2 separate regions of the Mus musculus genome follow, and region 2 is linked to region 1. The links are chromatin contacts, called in public Hi-C maps. All regions are on one chromosome and are shown on one strand. Each heading gives the region's core, a stretch centred on a gene start, on an enhancer-like site or on the middle of the called end of the contact. The rest is flanking DNA. Distances are from core to core; before and after follow the strand shown.

What was found. A called contact is a pair of places that touch in the nucleus more often than the background predicts.
Region 2: a Hi-C map of CD8 T cells shows a contact between it and region 1, with 2.6 times the contacts expected there. The contact joins the promoter of Fgd3 here to the enhancer-like site in region 1. A contact is called at or near these places in 2 of 484 Hi-C or Micro-C datasets (B cells and CD8 T cells) and 1 of 115 datasets of contacts at active chromatin or transcription factors (memory CD8 T cells).

The regions. Positions count from the first base shown.
Region 1 is chr13:48,540,901-48,548,574 of GRCm38.p6, reverse strand. No RefSeq gene overlaps it. Among named protein-coding and RNA genes, the nearest start is that of Mirlet7a-1, 6.5 kb to the right of the region's middle. Within about 2 kb of position 2,659, at least 414 of the 459 cell types and tissues checked have an H3K27ac peak or open chromatin away from gene starts, as enhancers often do. A contact at or near this core is called in B cells, CD8 T cells and memory CD8 T cells, where this site is marked.
Region 2 is chr13:49,304,190-49,311,863 of GRCm38.p6, reverse strand. Fgd3 (FYVE, RhoGEF and PH domain containing 3) reads left to right here and starts at 2,656. Exons shown (of 18, transcript NM_015759.2): 1 at 2,656-2,683.

The sequences.
Region 1 (7,674 bases), core at 1,410-3,909:
CTTGGCAGGAGTTGGTTCCCTTCTACCATGCAGATTCTGGGAACTGAACTTAGTCATCAGCCTTGGCGGCAAGCACATTTTATCTGCTGAGCCATCTAGCTGGGCCGTGGCCCACAATTTTCCATATGGAAGCTGCAGACCTAGGCAAGCTGCTGCTGGTGAAATCTCAGGGCCTAGGAGTCAGAAAGCAGAGAATTCAGCCACCCTGTGTCCCTGTACCGTTTTGGTTCATTCAAGCCCTGGATGGGCTGGATGATATCCACTCACATTAGGCAAAGCCATTAGTTTTTCCTTAGTTTACCACTTTAAATGTTAATCTCTTCTAGAAACATCCTCACAGACATCCAGCAATATTATTTAATAAGATATCTTGGGGCATGGTGGCTCAAACTGACACACTAAAATGGCCCATCACACCCCGGAATAAGGACGGAGAGTCTGATCGATGAACAGCAGGGAGATCAAGAAGTGAATATATCATCTTGAAGTCATGCAATGAACAATGAACGAAAGGACAAAAGAGAAGACACAGGTCAAAGGAGATCTTAACAAGGGGAGGACTGAGGCAAAGAGGCCAGAGGACATTTCGAGAAGTATGTATGCTTTACTTTGGCAGTTTTGGTTACAATTACTTGTTTGTCTGGACTGAGAAAATTTGGAGGGAGTCATGCTAGAGGTGGAACGGAACTGAGGTAGCAAAGCCTCCAGGACACAGGGTGGGCCTCTCCAAGGACCTCGGCTGAAGGAATTTGCTCTTTCAGGGCCCAGGGGGTGGCTTCTCTGTGGGCTACTCCTACTTTATAGGTCCCAATTCCCATAGTCTAGAATGTCTCTTTCTCTTAGGACGGAAACCAGAAGCTTCAGCCATCCGTCGCCAGTCAGGTGGCTATATTGAGGCATTTTGATTCTGTAAGTCACCTTCAAATTAGGTTTCTGTTTACTGAAAAAAAAAAAAAAGTAGAAAGAAAAAAAGGAAGAAAACGAAACAGCAAAATCCACACCGCTATGCCTACGAAGGAAAACCTACTGTGAGGAGTCCAGCTTTGTATGAAGAGTTGATGACATCGTGTGGTTTATAATCCTCTTTCTCACAGTATATCCTGAAGGTTGAAGCTCTTCCTCCCCATATCCTACCTATCCCACAAGGTTCACCACCCTCCTCTTCTTTTTGTTCACTTGTTCACTTTAGTCCCAAACTCTCCCATCTTCTAAACTCTCTTGTCATTTGCTTTGGACAGAGAATGTTAGGATGGCTTATAGTTGGAGTTTATAATATAAGCACTTTGCTGACGTGTACAGTGCCTTTTTCCCCTGGATGGATTGCAGATGAATGTTCATAGGGTTTTGTTGATGCTTGACTCTCTTGACTCTCTTTTTTAAACCGTGCAAACCTACTATCATTAAATAGTACCCCAACCCACCCACCAAAGAGCAGAGAGGTCTCCTAGTGCATGGAAAGTTCCAGTAAGAATGAAGAAATGCTTTTGCATTGATTTAAAAAAAAAGAATTCGTAAAGATTGCTTTGAAAAAGTTTTAGCACAAAAATTTCAATACATGGGAAAGAAAAAAAAAATAAAAGAGATAAAAGATACACCATAGGAGACCTAACTCCTTATGTGACAGATGGGTGAAGTGAGGTATGGAGTGGCCTTGGCGTCGAGCCCCGGAGCCCCCGAGAGGGAAGACTGAGTGAATCCAACATCTTGGGTACACGTGAAAACCGCCCCGAAAACTCTAGCACCTCCCGCCTCGCAGCCGGCAGAGCGGACGGAGGCCACGTGACACGACTTGTCCATCACCGCGGAGGGCGGGACTCAGAGGACGGTCCTCGCTATTCTCCCGGTCCTCCAGTAGGGAAAGAGGAGCCTGTCACGGTGGGCGGGCCAGACCCGCCTTCTCCGCGGCGGGGGCGGGCTCAGCCGTCACCCTCCAGTGGGGGTCCGGGTGAGCCCCGACCGGCTAAGGCGAGAGGGCGAGGCACACGTCCGTCAACAGCGTCCGCCAATAGGAATGCGCGCTGCCCGCAGCTCCCGCCCCCGCCTCGGATTCCCGGCGCGCGCGTAGCCTTCCCTCAGGCCGCCGAGGCGGCGCCCGCCCGCCCGCGCTTCCATCCGGGTTCTCGCGCGCTGCTCTCTCCCGGGCGCGGCGGTGGAGGGCCACGGTGGGGGGAAAGCCAGACCATTTCCCGTGGCGGCAGCGGGACGCCTTTATCCGCGAGCTTGAGGTGGGTACTGCGGGCGTGAAGGCGAGCGCGGGGACGTCGCCATTTTTCCCTCCTCCAGACTCAGCGGCGGCGGCAGCGGGCGACCAGGAGGGAAGACTTGGGGGCTGCCGCGCCGCACCCTGGGACCCGTGGGATGGCCTGGGCGCCTCGGGCAGGCGGGTGGCCCCGGGGCCGGTGGCCCACGGATGCCGTGGGCCTTGGGGCTCGGGCGGGGGAGGGGTGCCGCGTGGCCGCTGGCCTGCCCCAGCCCCCTCCGCTTCCCGCCCAGCTCCTCGGCGACCGGGCGGGGGAGGGGGGTCATTCTTCACATTCCTCACCTCGCCCCTCCCCCGCCGCTTCAATCAAACTTGCGGCGGACGGAAGTCCCGCCCTCTGGCTCGCGCCGGTTGGTCGGGGCTACCTCCCCGCTGTGGCGTGACTGGCTGCGGACGTAGCCGGGCCTCTATGACGTCACTTCCGCCGTCAGGTTTGTGGGCCGGGGAGACCTTGGCTTTGGTTGGGGGGGGTGGGATGGAGGAAGGTAGGAAGTGCGGGGGGCGGGGAGGGACGGGGCGGGGCGGGAAGGCGCTGGCAGGGAGGGAACGGAGAGCCAACGCTGGCTGCTTGCCCCTGCTCCGCTCGGCCAACTGCGGCCTGAGGGCCTGGAGCAGCTGCTGGGGCTGGAGGATCGCTGCGGCTGCCCGTCCTTGGCCAGGGGGAGGGGAGCGCGAGAGCGGGAGGAAACTGTATCCCAGGGGATGGGGTAGGAGATTTGCAGCTCGGTGGCACCGGAAACGAGACTGGCCTTTTGACTGGGGAGGCTGCAAACTCTTGGAAGCGGGTGGCCTCTCGGAGGCCGGCTAAGAAAACTTATCTCTCGGCGCGCTCTTTAGCGGAGGCAGGGTGGTAACCTTTATGCCCTTGGCCAGGACTGCCCTTCGGTGATCCCGCTTGTTAGTGCAGGGTCTGTGTCAGAAGTGATCGTCTGTGTTGTAGTTTTCAACTTTTTGTGTTAAAAGGATAATTATGAAAGGACAAGGGGGGGCGGAGAAAAACTTTAGAAACTTAGTTAAAATGGAAGACGATGACAGATTGCTTTTTTAACTGTTGAAAAATATTGGCAACCTGTTTTTGAAGTTTAAAACATTAGTGTTCTTGTTTTTGATTGCCTGATAATCTTGTGAAGAAAATTGAACAAGTAAACAATCTTTTTATAAGAAAAGTTAGTTTAGCCGGGCACGCCTTTAATCCCAGCACTTGGGAGGCAGAGGCAGGCGGATATCTGAGTTCTAGGCTAGCCTGGTCTACAAAGTGAGTATCAGGACAGCCAGGGCTACACAGAGAAACCCTGTCTCGAAAAAAGCCAAAAAAAGAAAAGTTAGTTTAATACAGATTTTTCAGCATTCTGGCCTTTCATTAGGTTCTGTCAGTTGAAGCAGTAATATTTGGGAAATTTGAAATTGTTAGTGTAACAAAAATACTAGTTGGAAATGTAAGAACTTTAATTAGAGAATAGAAATCTTCCAAATTAAGTCGGGTCTAAAAAGTGTTATCAAAATTGTGTAGATGGGGCGTGCATTTTACCCTATGGGTAATTTTATTGTAGAAATTGATAGTTTTGTAGACTTGAAGCAAGCTGTGCCCTCCCCCACTATAAATTGAAGTTGTGCTGATTTGAGACTTAGTAATTTTTCAAGCTGGAAAGGTAGAGGAATGCAAAACATGTGGCTATAAAGAAGGTGTTGGCACACAAGTTTAATCCCAGCACTCAGGAGGCAGAGGCAGGTGGATCTCAAGAGTTTTGAGGGCAGCCTGATCTACAGAGCAAGTTCCAGGACAGCCAGGACTGCACAGATAAAACCTGTTTCAAAAACAAACAAACAACAAAAAAAAGTACTTCAGTTCACAGAGTGAAGTATTAAAACAAATGGTCCTGCTGGAGTTGTTGCTCAGTGATAGAAAGCTTGTCAGACATGCCTGAATTGGTGGGTTGAGTTTCCAGTACTAATAAAATAAATGCTCATAATAATTTAATGTTAGTAAGTCTCATTTAGATTTCTTGAGGGTCCTGGGAAATGTCCCTAGTAAACCTCCTCCAGAACTAAGGAAACTAATTGGTTTAGAGAATAGCATCCTAAATATCAAGTTCCTTTTATTTCAGTAACTAATGTTACAGAACCAGTGTGAGTTGGTGACAATTGTGCAGATAGATAAGTGGTTGAAGGCACTTAGCATCATACCTGACAGTGACCCAAGTTTGAATCCTTGGGACTCACCCACATGGTGGGAGGAGAGAACTGACTCCAAGTTATCCTTCGATGTCCACATTTGTGCAGACATAATACAAAATAATTAAAAAAAAGAAGCCTTTTTAAAAATACTACAAAGCCAGAGCTGGAGGTGTAGCTCACTCAGTTGATAAAGAGTACTTGCCAGCCATGCCTCAAGCCCTGGGTTCCATCTCCAGTTCCTGCCTGCAATCCCTGCACTGTTAGAGGTTATCCTCAGCTATGTAGAAGGTTCCAGGCCATCCTGAGCTGTATAAGACCCTGTTTCAAATAAAGGAGGCTAGATGGAAGCACCACCAATGAATGTTCCAAATAATGTATCCTGAATCACTTAGTATGTGGTGATCAGAAACTTTTAGGAAGATTTAAAATACGAAATAATGTGCTACATCAGCTATATCTGTTAGTTTTCCTGCAAAGTACCATTTTGTGAGTGGCAGAAATGGTTAATGTCCTCCTGAAGAGCACATTTCCTCTCTTACACTGATCTCCAAGGAATAATAGAAACAGCTCTATAGTCATATTTGGTGAAATGTGTAAAACACTGCTCCCCTCTCCCATTTAAGTGTGTATAAGTTGGGAAGTATATTTTGGCACTCAAGGCTAGCAGTATTTCAAAACTTTGAATGTCTTTAGAAACTTATACTATAAAGACTATTTTTACTAATTGTCAATGTTTTTTTTTTCATGTTTTCTCAGGACTAAAGTAATGGGGGTAAAGGTGGCACCTTACATGGTCCTTGAGTTTTGTGGGTGTTCTGTGCATTATGTAATCAATTAAGAGTAGATTGCATTAACTAGATATAATGATTTTGCCTTTTTGGTACCTAGTGAAATCTAGAGTATTTTACATTACAGCAGGAGTATATTTTAGTTACAGTGTGTACCATTTTGAGATATTCAGTTTCAGTGTTGGTAATTGTTTCTTAATGAATAATGCAACTGTGATGCATTATTTAGCTACTTTTCAAAAATTCATATTTGCTACCTGGATATGTTTGTCTTAAAGATAGACAAAACTTTTCTGGTTTTCCAGCTTTATCTCACAAAAGACCTTTCCTAGATACAAGATAGATTTAAATTCTCTTAAGACAGCTGAAAGGTACTTTTGTTACTTTAGGAATATTTTGAGACATTTTAGATAATTTGTTTTAAATTGATATGTGTAGTGGATATGGTTAAGGAGCATTTTGTTTAACTAGTTACCCAGTTCTATTTCTCCTGATAAGATGAAGGTACCTTGAAATCCTGGGAAGGGCTGACATCATCTTAACTCATTCCCCATACCTTTTTTTTGAAAAAATAATAAATCTGTTTTTGCTCTACGCATCCGTAGCTTGCATGGAACTCAGATTTTTTTTTTTTTCTGCCTCTGCTTCCCAAGTGTTTCGATTAAAGGCATGTGTCACTGTGCCAGGCCCCATATCTTGTTTTCTTTTGGCATATGTGATTGACAAATGCCTAGAAAGGAACTTAGGTTGATTTGCCTGTTAAGAATAGTTAATTTTAGCAGGTTGTGCAATCTATATTAAATAACTAGATCTAGGTTAAAGGTTATGGGCTGTTCAGGGCTTTTGAGTGTAGAGAAAGAAGGTAGGAGATTTTAGAGTCGAGAAAAAAAATCTATGTAGGATGATAAATAGAACAAGTCACCCAGGTTGGACCTCACTACCTTTCCCAAAAATGTTTCCACATAATTTAGGCTTAGAGAAGAGTGTATTTAGGTATGTGGGGATAGCATAGAGCTTACATAGTCTCATAATATTCCAATTTACAGTGGAAAACTTAAAAAGGAGCATTGAAGACTGTCTTGGCATTGATTACTTTTTAAACAGTTTTCAGAATTTAATTATCTATGCTGACTTAATAAAAAGAGTGTCTTGAGTGTCTGCCATATGCCTGAGAAAGGAAATGGTCCTTTTGGGAACTGTGACCTAGTAAATACTTTGCTATTTAAAACTTAACATGGACCTCAGGATTAGTTCAATGTATTTAATAAATGGGGTGATAGAGATCTTGAAATTGGGTTAAGTTTGATTAAAGAAACAGGAATCTAGAAAATGTCATCTTCCATCAATTGCTCATAAACTTACTTACCATTGCTAGAAATACTGAAAGTGCTTTATCAAAGAAAAGCAAAAATACCATAGAAGAGTTTGTTGAGCAAGCATAAGCATCAACAGTTTGTTCATATTCACTTGAATATTTGAGAGAGAGACATAGTATTCTAATTTTGAATTGTGTATAATAAGCAAGTGAAATTGAAGGTCAGACTAGAGGAAACATTTTTATTTTACTCATTAGAAAGTTGGACCCAAGTGAATTTTTTTTTTAAGAAAAAAGTAGCACTCTGAGCTACTCTATCAAAACCCTAATGTTACAAAGTCACTTCTGACCTCCAGCAAGTGTTACATAGTTGCCAGTTGTCTTAATTTCTAAATGCTGTTAGATTGGTTTTCTGGTCTTTATCTAACCTTGTTTTCACTATAGATTTTAGTTTCCAGTGTTTACCCTAATCAAGCTCTATATAGCAGACCAGGAGCAGTTATTACTAAAAATCAGTTTGTGAATATAATATTCAGGAGTTGAAGGTTAGTATTAATTTGTGAACAACATTATCTTTTATATTAATATCAGGCAAGCATAGAGAAGGGTAGAAGAGTTTAGCATTATAGATACTGATTATAAATACTGAGTGTGGTGGCTCATGCATCTGCCAATAATCTCAGCACTGGAAATCTGGAGCAAGAGGGCTGTTGTTGAATTTTGGGCCTGGGCTGGGTTGATGTCTCACACACAAACCAAAAAATACTAAGAAGAATCTCTTGTTGGGTTGGAAGAGGTGAAAGTGATTCTGTGTAGATTTCTGTCCCCCTTGTTTCAACATAACTTAAAAAAATACCTTGTAACTTTTTAAAATAACTTTTTTAGGTTTTATGTAAGTGTTTCACACACATGTATGTCTGTGTGGCACAGAGGTCAAGAGGGCATTCAGTCCCCTGAAACTGGTGTAATGAATGGTTGTGAGCCTCTTTGGATGCTGAGAATTGAACCTGGTTTCTCTGCAAGAAAGTAGTAGTGCCTGTAACTGCCGAGCCATCTCTCCATCCTGGGAATTGTGTTACAAGCTCTTGTCTTGAATTATTCCATTGGCCTGAAGAAACAGTGTTAAAGCAAGCATG
Region 2 (7,674 bases), core at 1,407-3,906, 760 kb before region 1:
ACGTGCAGGTGCACACTAGTGAATCTATTAGCTCTGCTTTGTTTGACTGCTCAGGAATTTGGGTGTGGCTTGGCTCTCGATGCAGTCAGATGGTGGCTGGGATAAGTATCATCCAAGGTAGCTCATTCAGTCAGTCAGTCGGGGCAAGTTGGTGCTGGCTGTGGTCTGGGGTCTTGGTTTCTTCCACATAGGTGTCTCTTCAGGGCTGCTTGGACACCTTTCCAACATGGAGGTGATTATACCCTGCCCCAACAAAAACTGCAGCGCTGTGTATGACCTAGGAAGTCCACGTATGTTCCCTCTGCAGGTTGAATTGGACACTAGTATTCATGGACTATTCACAGTGGAAGGGGCTATGCAAGAGTTGATCAGGGGGCTGGAGAGATGGCTCAGTGGTTAAGAGCACTGACTGCTCTTCCAAAGGTCCTGAGTTCAATTCCCAGCAACCACATGGTGGCTCACAACCATCTGTAATGGGATCCAGTGCCCTTTTCTTCTGTGTCTGAAGACAGCGACAGTATACTCATATACATAAAATAAATTAAAAAAAAAGAGTTGATCAGGATGTAGTCATCACTGGACCACTGTGGGGGTTCTTTTAAAGGGTGTCATCCAAAGTAGAGGCATTGCTTCTCCCCACTCAAGAACAAGAGGACATTAGGCTTCAGTTCTGGAATTTTTCTTTTTCCCTTTTCCCTTTTCTTTTTTCTTTCTTTGTTTCTCTCTCTCTCTCTCTCTTTCTTTCTTTTTGAAATGGAGTCTCATTATGTGGCCTTGGCTGGCTTGGAACTGGTTATGTAGGCCAGTCTGGTTTGAGTTTACAGAGATTGGTCTGCTTCAACACTCTGAGTGCTGAGTGCGGGGATTAAAAGCCTGCACCACCAAGCCCAGCCCTTTGATTTGCTTTTAAGCCAGAGGAACTCTTCCTCCTCTTTCTTTCCCACCTGCTCTGAAACTCTTCTCTCCATTCTTCCCACCTGGCCTGTCAGGCTAGAGTTCGTCTTCACGTCCTCAACTGATCCTGTGTTCCTGGTTGGCCTGGGTCCCAGTCCTGATGTGATCCCACGGCTGGCCTCCAGGCTCAGGATGTGCCAGCAGAGGGACAATTGCACTGTGCTGGGCCACAGGTGCTGTGCTTCCTGGACAGAGCTGAAAGCATCTGGGTGGCCGGAGGCTGCCTCCTCAGGGGACACGGCCCTTCCTCGGGGGACACGGACTTTCCTCAGGGGACACGGCCCTTCAGGGAGTGAAGCAAAAGGCTCTGGGCCAGGCACAGACAGCTCAGCAGTGGAGATTCAGGCAGGGACTAAGATTCTTTAAGGACTTGCCTAGGCTAGACCTCATTCTTTACAATGCCTCTAACATACACACCTCTCCATTTTATGGAAGAAGAATCGAGAACCTTGAGCAGTTCCATCATATACATATACACTCATGCGTGCATGTGCACATACATATACATACATATACACAGAAAATGTTAACTAGTTAAAACAAGCATTTAGAGGATTGAGCAGATGGTTCAGTCCAAGCATGAGGAAGTGAGTGCAATCCCCAGCACTCATGGGAAAAGGCTGATGGAGGCAGAGACAGAAGGGTCCCTGGCAGATCGCTGGCCAGCCAAGCTAGTCATGTTGATTAATCCCAGGGTGAATAGCAATAAATGCCAAAATAACAACAATAATAACAGTAACAACAACAACAACAATAATAATAATAATGTGGACTGCAACTGAAGAAGACATTTAGCTTTGACTTTTGGCCTCCATATGCATGCACGCACACACACACACACACACACACACACACAGAGAGAGAGAGAGAGAGAGAGAGAGAGAGAGAGAGAGAGAGAGAATTCAAGATTAGTTGATGCAATGGTGCACAGTAGCGATCCCAGCATTTGAAAGACTGAAACAGTGTAAATTCAAATGAGTTTGGACAACACAGAGAATCCAAGGCCATCCTGGACTACTTGGTGAGACTGTCTCAACAAAACCTAAAACAAACACAAAATTTAGGATAGATTAAGAAGACATTACTGAAATGGAGTCAAATTTGCAGCCTATATGCATGTTAGGCTAACCCCCTGCCCCATTATTTATTGACTTCCTGAGATAATGAGGGGACTTTCCCCTGAGGGCTGCCTGGAAGAGGCAGAGCTTAGCCCTGCTGGGGCAGTCCTCATCAGCCAGATAACCAGAAGTTCCCTCAGGTCTCTTGGAGTCACCGTGAAACAATGTCACTGGTGGGGTATGTTTCTTCCAACTTTCTGTAGTCACCAAGGTCTGTCTGGCCTGGGTCACCTGTCCCCTGATGGATCCTCTTCCCCATAGACAACATCAATCTCAGGTCTGCTCAGAGGAGCCCACCAAACCAGATGCAGGAGGTGTCTTTACTCAGTGACTTGTTAAACCTAAGCTCAGCCCTGGCTGCTACTGCAGAACCTGGTAGGGCTGAGCCAGGTCGAGTAAAAGGATTACGCTTTCGAAGTCATCCCACCACAAGCAGACCAGGCCCTTCAGGACCAGCAGACCAACCTCCTCTCACGTTGCGTCATCGCTACGGAAATGCAAATGTGCCACTGTTTTGTGACCAATATTGCAAAAATTAGAAAGAGGAAGTTGGGTTTTGTTCTTGCATGAGTTCAGCCCTGGGGGAGATGCAGACTGGTCTTGGAAGAAGGGTGAGTGGAGATTGGCTCCTGGGATCTTTGCAGAATCCTACAGTGTTTGTCTTGCGCTGTGAAGGGGCTTCGTGGCGGGTGGTAGGAGGTTACTAGAAACCAAACAGGAACCATTCAAGGGAGACAGATGTTTTCAAAGCAGGAAGTTGCTGTGGCACGGTAGCGGTGTCTCTTTTCATGCTGTTGTCTTTCAGTGGCTCGTACTGGTGAGAAGATAGGGTTGCTATGGGTGGGCATGAGAAGAGTTCGCGACTACAGAGTCCTGGACGTGCTATTGGCAGGTGGGGCACAGCTCACACTTAGGCTATGGGCAGTCTGTCGGTGACTACTGTGGTCCCTGGGAGGCTTGGGGGGGGGCACAGATCCAAGGCTGACCCCACCCAGTGTGCCTTAGTGGGGAAGAAAGCATGTCTTTTTCTGCTTAAGCAGAAGAGGTGGTCCCAGGGGATGATTTAATGGAGGCTAGGCCTTCGCATCCCATGTGGTTCTGGAATCTTCTCCAGTCTACAGTTTAGATATTAACAGATATGTCTGTCTAGCTGGGCACTGCTAGGAAAGAAAACTAAGCCCTCAAAGGACTCCTTGGGACCCCCAGGGCTTCGCCTGGGCAGCTCTGGGTAGTGGTACAGCCACTTAGGAGGCTGGCAGCCATAGAGCAGGCGCACGGCAGCATGGATAGAATGATATGATTATGATAACACTATGATACTATATGCCATGCAGAGTAAGCAGAGGCATATTTGAAAAGCCGGACTCTAGGACCTGTGGGGAGTGAGGCAGGAGTCACTGTCATTGTGGATGACAAGTCACTTGCCATTTTTCTGGGAGTCCCTGAGTGCTAGGGAGGATGAGCAGCTATAGGGGGATAGGGAGGGGACTCTGGTGAGAAAGAATGCCAGGGACAGGGTGATAGGCAGACTCTGCCTTGATTTCCCTTTCTGTAAAGTGAAGTCAGAATGATGCCAAGCCACACTGAGGTTTAGAGCTTACGCAGCTCTGCCTCATTTTAGATTGGTCCTACCTAGCCGGGGGTGGTGGTGGTAGTGATGGTAGCACACGCTTTCAATCCCAGCATTTGGTAGACAGAGGCAGGTGGATCTCTGAGTTCCAGGCCAGCCTGGTCTACAGAGCAAGTTCCACAACAGCAGGGCCACACAGAGAAACACCATCTCTTGGGGGGAAAAAAAACCAAAAACAAAGACTAAAATTGTTAGCCATTTGTGTGTGTGTGTTGAGGCATGTGTAGGGAAGCCAGAAGACAGTCTCAGATGTTATTCTCCAGGACCTGTCTATCTGGTTTTTTAGACAGGTTCTCTCATTGGCCTAGCTTGACACGTGGTTTACTGAGACTCTCCCCAGCCCCCATTTGGGTGAGAGATGAAACAGGCACAGAGCACTCTGCCAGCTCATCCCAGCCCCCCCCCCCCCGCCCAAAGTCTGTGAATGGACTAGCTGGTCCCCACATAAGCTCTCTGAGCTGATAACACACACTGTGCTTGGTTTGGGGGTGGGGCCAGCTCTGGCAAGGACAGGAGGAAGTGGTTTGTCTCAACTGGGCTGCCACAGACCCCCTGAAGCCTGCTTCTGCCCCTGCAAGGTCGCAGTGGAGACTGGCTTCTGTTTATAGAGGGATCTGCACCTCCCAATGTGCAGGGGCCTGAGAGCCACACTGAACTCTGCATACAGAGGTCGAGAGCACATTATGAGATCAGTGCTGAAATGGGCTTGTCTTCAGAAGCCTCACTGCCGAGTGAGAAACCTGGCCCTGCCGCTCAGTGATGAAAAGCAGCTCCGTGGGTTACAACAGGGACTCTGGGTATCTTGATGTGTGCTCCGGAAGTTTCTGCCGTACTGCGACTTCTTATGGGACCTGGGTAGGCTGATTGTGATCTTACACTTACAGATAGAAATTGTGATTGCTCCATTGTGTCTGTCTCCATTGTAAAGCGACTGAGAAGGAAGTCAAATCAGCACTGGGCAGATATAAAACCCAGATGATGCTGTTTTTGTGGACTGTTGTAGCAACTACAAGAAGGCTCTGAGACCGACGTGTGCCCAAAACAATGAACAAGGACAGAAGAATGCACAAAGCTGGTCACTGCTGTGGTGGCCTGTCTCTGCCTGCCTCTGGGCAGGGGGACAGACAGGGGGCAGGGACCAAGCTAGTCCAGGAAGGAAATGAGAAATGAGAAGGGCCATCGTTCACTGTGGCCACTTCCCTCTGTGTGCAGGATCCTCTGCACCCTAGATATCTCTAGGTGGGTGGGGGTTGGATATGACGATCTGGGCTAGTGCAGAGGAATGCAATAAGCCAGACCCTGTGTAAAATGGGGGCAGCAACACGATGGACTGAGGGCAAACTGACTGCCACCTGGTAACGTATCTTGCACCACAGTGAGGCTGGCACATGACCATACTAAGGTCTGGCCTGCTCTTCCTTCTGGTTTTCTGACTCTGGTGCTAGGCAGCCTCTCCCATGACCATTAACAGGTGGTCTCTGTGGCATGTGGGCACCAGATACTGACTTTCCCTTAAACAGCTGATTGGTGAGCCCCTGTCTCAAAAAATTCCTCAAATGGGCCTGGGCCCACTGGCTGCATCTACATTGGCATTGGACTTGATTTCCTGTCTCTTCCCCGCCCCCCCCCCCCGCCCAACACCCACCCCTGTGATCCCTACCATGGAGAGTATACCCCACAGGGCCTGGTTTGAAACTCCACACTTGCTGCCTTTCACCTGCTACAATCTCATTGCCCATCTCTAAGCCCCTAGAAATGGGGGGAATAATGAAATGTTCAGGTCCTGTAAAGTGAACTGAGCTGGACACTCAGGTCCTGTAAGGCGGGGTGATCTACACTGGAAATGAAACCTGGAGTCTGAGGACCTCACCAATACTGCACAGAGAACACACAGACAATTGGCATAGCAAAAGGGCGACTTTCTGGGTGGCACGCACACAGAGCAGGCTTTCAATCCTAATGCAAGGGTACTGTGTCTCCCCCACTGGCTGGGATTCAGCCTCACAGTCTTTCTCGATATTTAAAATTTGTTGCAAGTTGGCGGGCCTTCATGTTAATGGCCACCTAATGTAAGTAGATCATTCTCTGATGAGGGGTGAAGGCCCTATGGGTCTAGTAAGTCATCAGGATTTGCCTTTTTACAATATCTACTTGGGAAAATCATAGCAGTAGATTCTTCCCTAAGCCCTATGTCATGCCTAGCCATAGGTCCTTGATTGAATGATGCCAGGTATGGGTTTCATCTTATGGAATTGACCTTAAATCCAATCAAACAGTAGTTGGTATTCCCATTGATGTTCATGCCACTACTACAACATTGAGCATGTCTTGCCAGGCCAGTCACTGCTGGAGCTCACAGGGTGCAGTTGCCAGTGACTGATGGTTACTTCCCACCTCTAGCAGCAACTTAGGAACTCCCAGTACTGAGAGTAACTTAGTGCTACAACTTCCAGGTCAGTACCTGCTTTTTTGTTGTTGTTGCTGTTCCTACGCGTTTTATGACTCAAGTATGTGATCTCTTCAGCAATCAGGTCTTACCATCAAATTCTGTAGGGTAACCAATAACATCAGCCGGTGTTTGGAGGTATTTGAGGTCTCATTGACTAACAGCTCTAAAAGAGGTAACCCATTCCTGGCACTGGGCTTTAAACTTGATAGCCTGTAGTGCCCAGTAAGGGTACTGAAACCCCACTATAGGGTAGCTCCATTCTGTCTGTCTCTGTCTCTCTGTCTGTCTGTCTCTCTCATTCTCTCTCTCTGTGTATGTGTTTCAAAGAAGCTTGTACAGTAGGCTTTCATATGAAGGTTTTTGAAACTTTAGTGTTATTTATCCTTTCCTGTGCTCCCTCCTCTACCCTGTCTTCTTCACAATTTAATCCTTCCTGTTCCATCATATGCAGCCCTAAATGTGACATTTCTATCACACTCCTTCCTTCTAAGTATCCAGGCAGAAGGAGCCAAAAGATGGTCAAGCCAGAGGCAACAGATAGCTACAAGGACACAGTGTCTACCGGACACAGCAGGGCAGTCGTACAGATGAAATCACAATGGTTGTGACAACATATACAGTATCTGTGCAAGCAAAAGACAGACAAATCCCAGCGTGGATGGGGTGGTGGGGACAGAGTCCCACCCCTAGTTGAGGAGCTATTGACAATTGGTAATTGCTTGGAGAAAGACAGTCAGTTTTCTTTGAAACTGTAGCCCCAGGAAAGCTGACGGTGCTCCAGTGGAAAGCCATATATCCATTAATATATGAGCAGAACAAATTGAGCTTAGTGGGTTAAAATAGAAAGAAGACACACAGCTGGGTGAGTGGAGAGTGGGGGTGTAGATGTGGGAGGAGTTGGGGGAGAAGGGTGTCTGTGATCACAATGCACTGTGTGAAATTCTCAAAGAACTAAGACAGAATGAGAGGAAAACATTCAGTTGCAGAGAAGATGAACGGAATGAGAAAAGGGGTCCTCTGCCCTGGCCATTACGCTTTGGGAATGAGGAAGGGCCTTTATGTAGACAAAAAGGTTTCAAAGGTAGGGGAGATTACAAAACAGCATTGCAAAGGTCGAATTCCTGTGGTCATTTTTTGGGATAGAAAATATTTAAGTTCCTTGTAACCATTACCCTCACGTGGACAATCAGCTCTTGGGAAGTGTCCAGTCAGGTTCTATAAGGTGGAATGAGATGGACTCTCAGGTCCCGTAGTGGGTTAGCCTTGACAGTCAGGTCCTATGAGGCAGTATGACCTGATTCCATGTCCTGTTAAGTAGGTAGCCTGTTTTCTTAGGTCCCGAGAGGTGGAGGGTGTGGTTGCTCAGATCCTCTGAGGTTACCTGGATACTCAGATCTTGGGAAGTGGGATGACATGGTGACTTGGGTCTGTGAGGTGACATGACTTGGACACTCAGGTTCTGTGAGGTAGAGCAACTTGTATTTACTATGCACAGAACCCAGACCCTGTGTTCTGCCTCATGA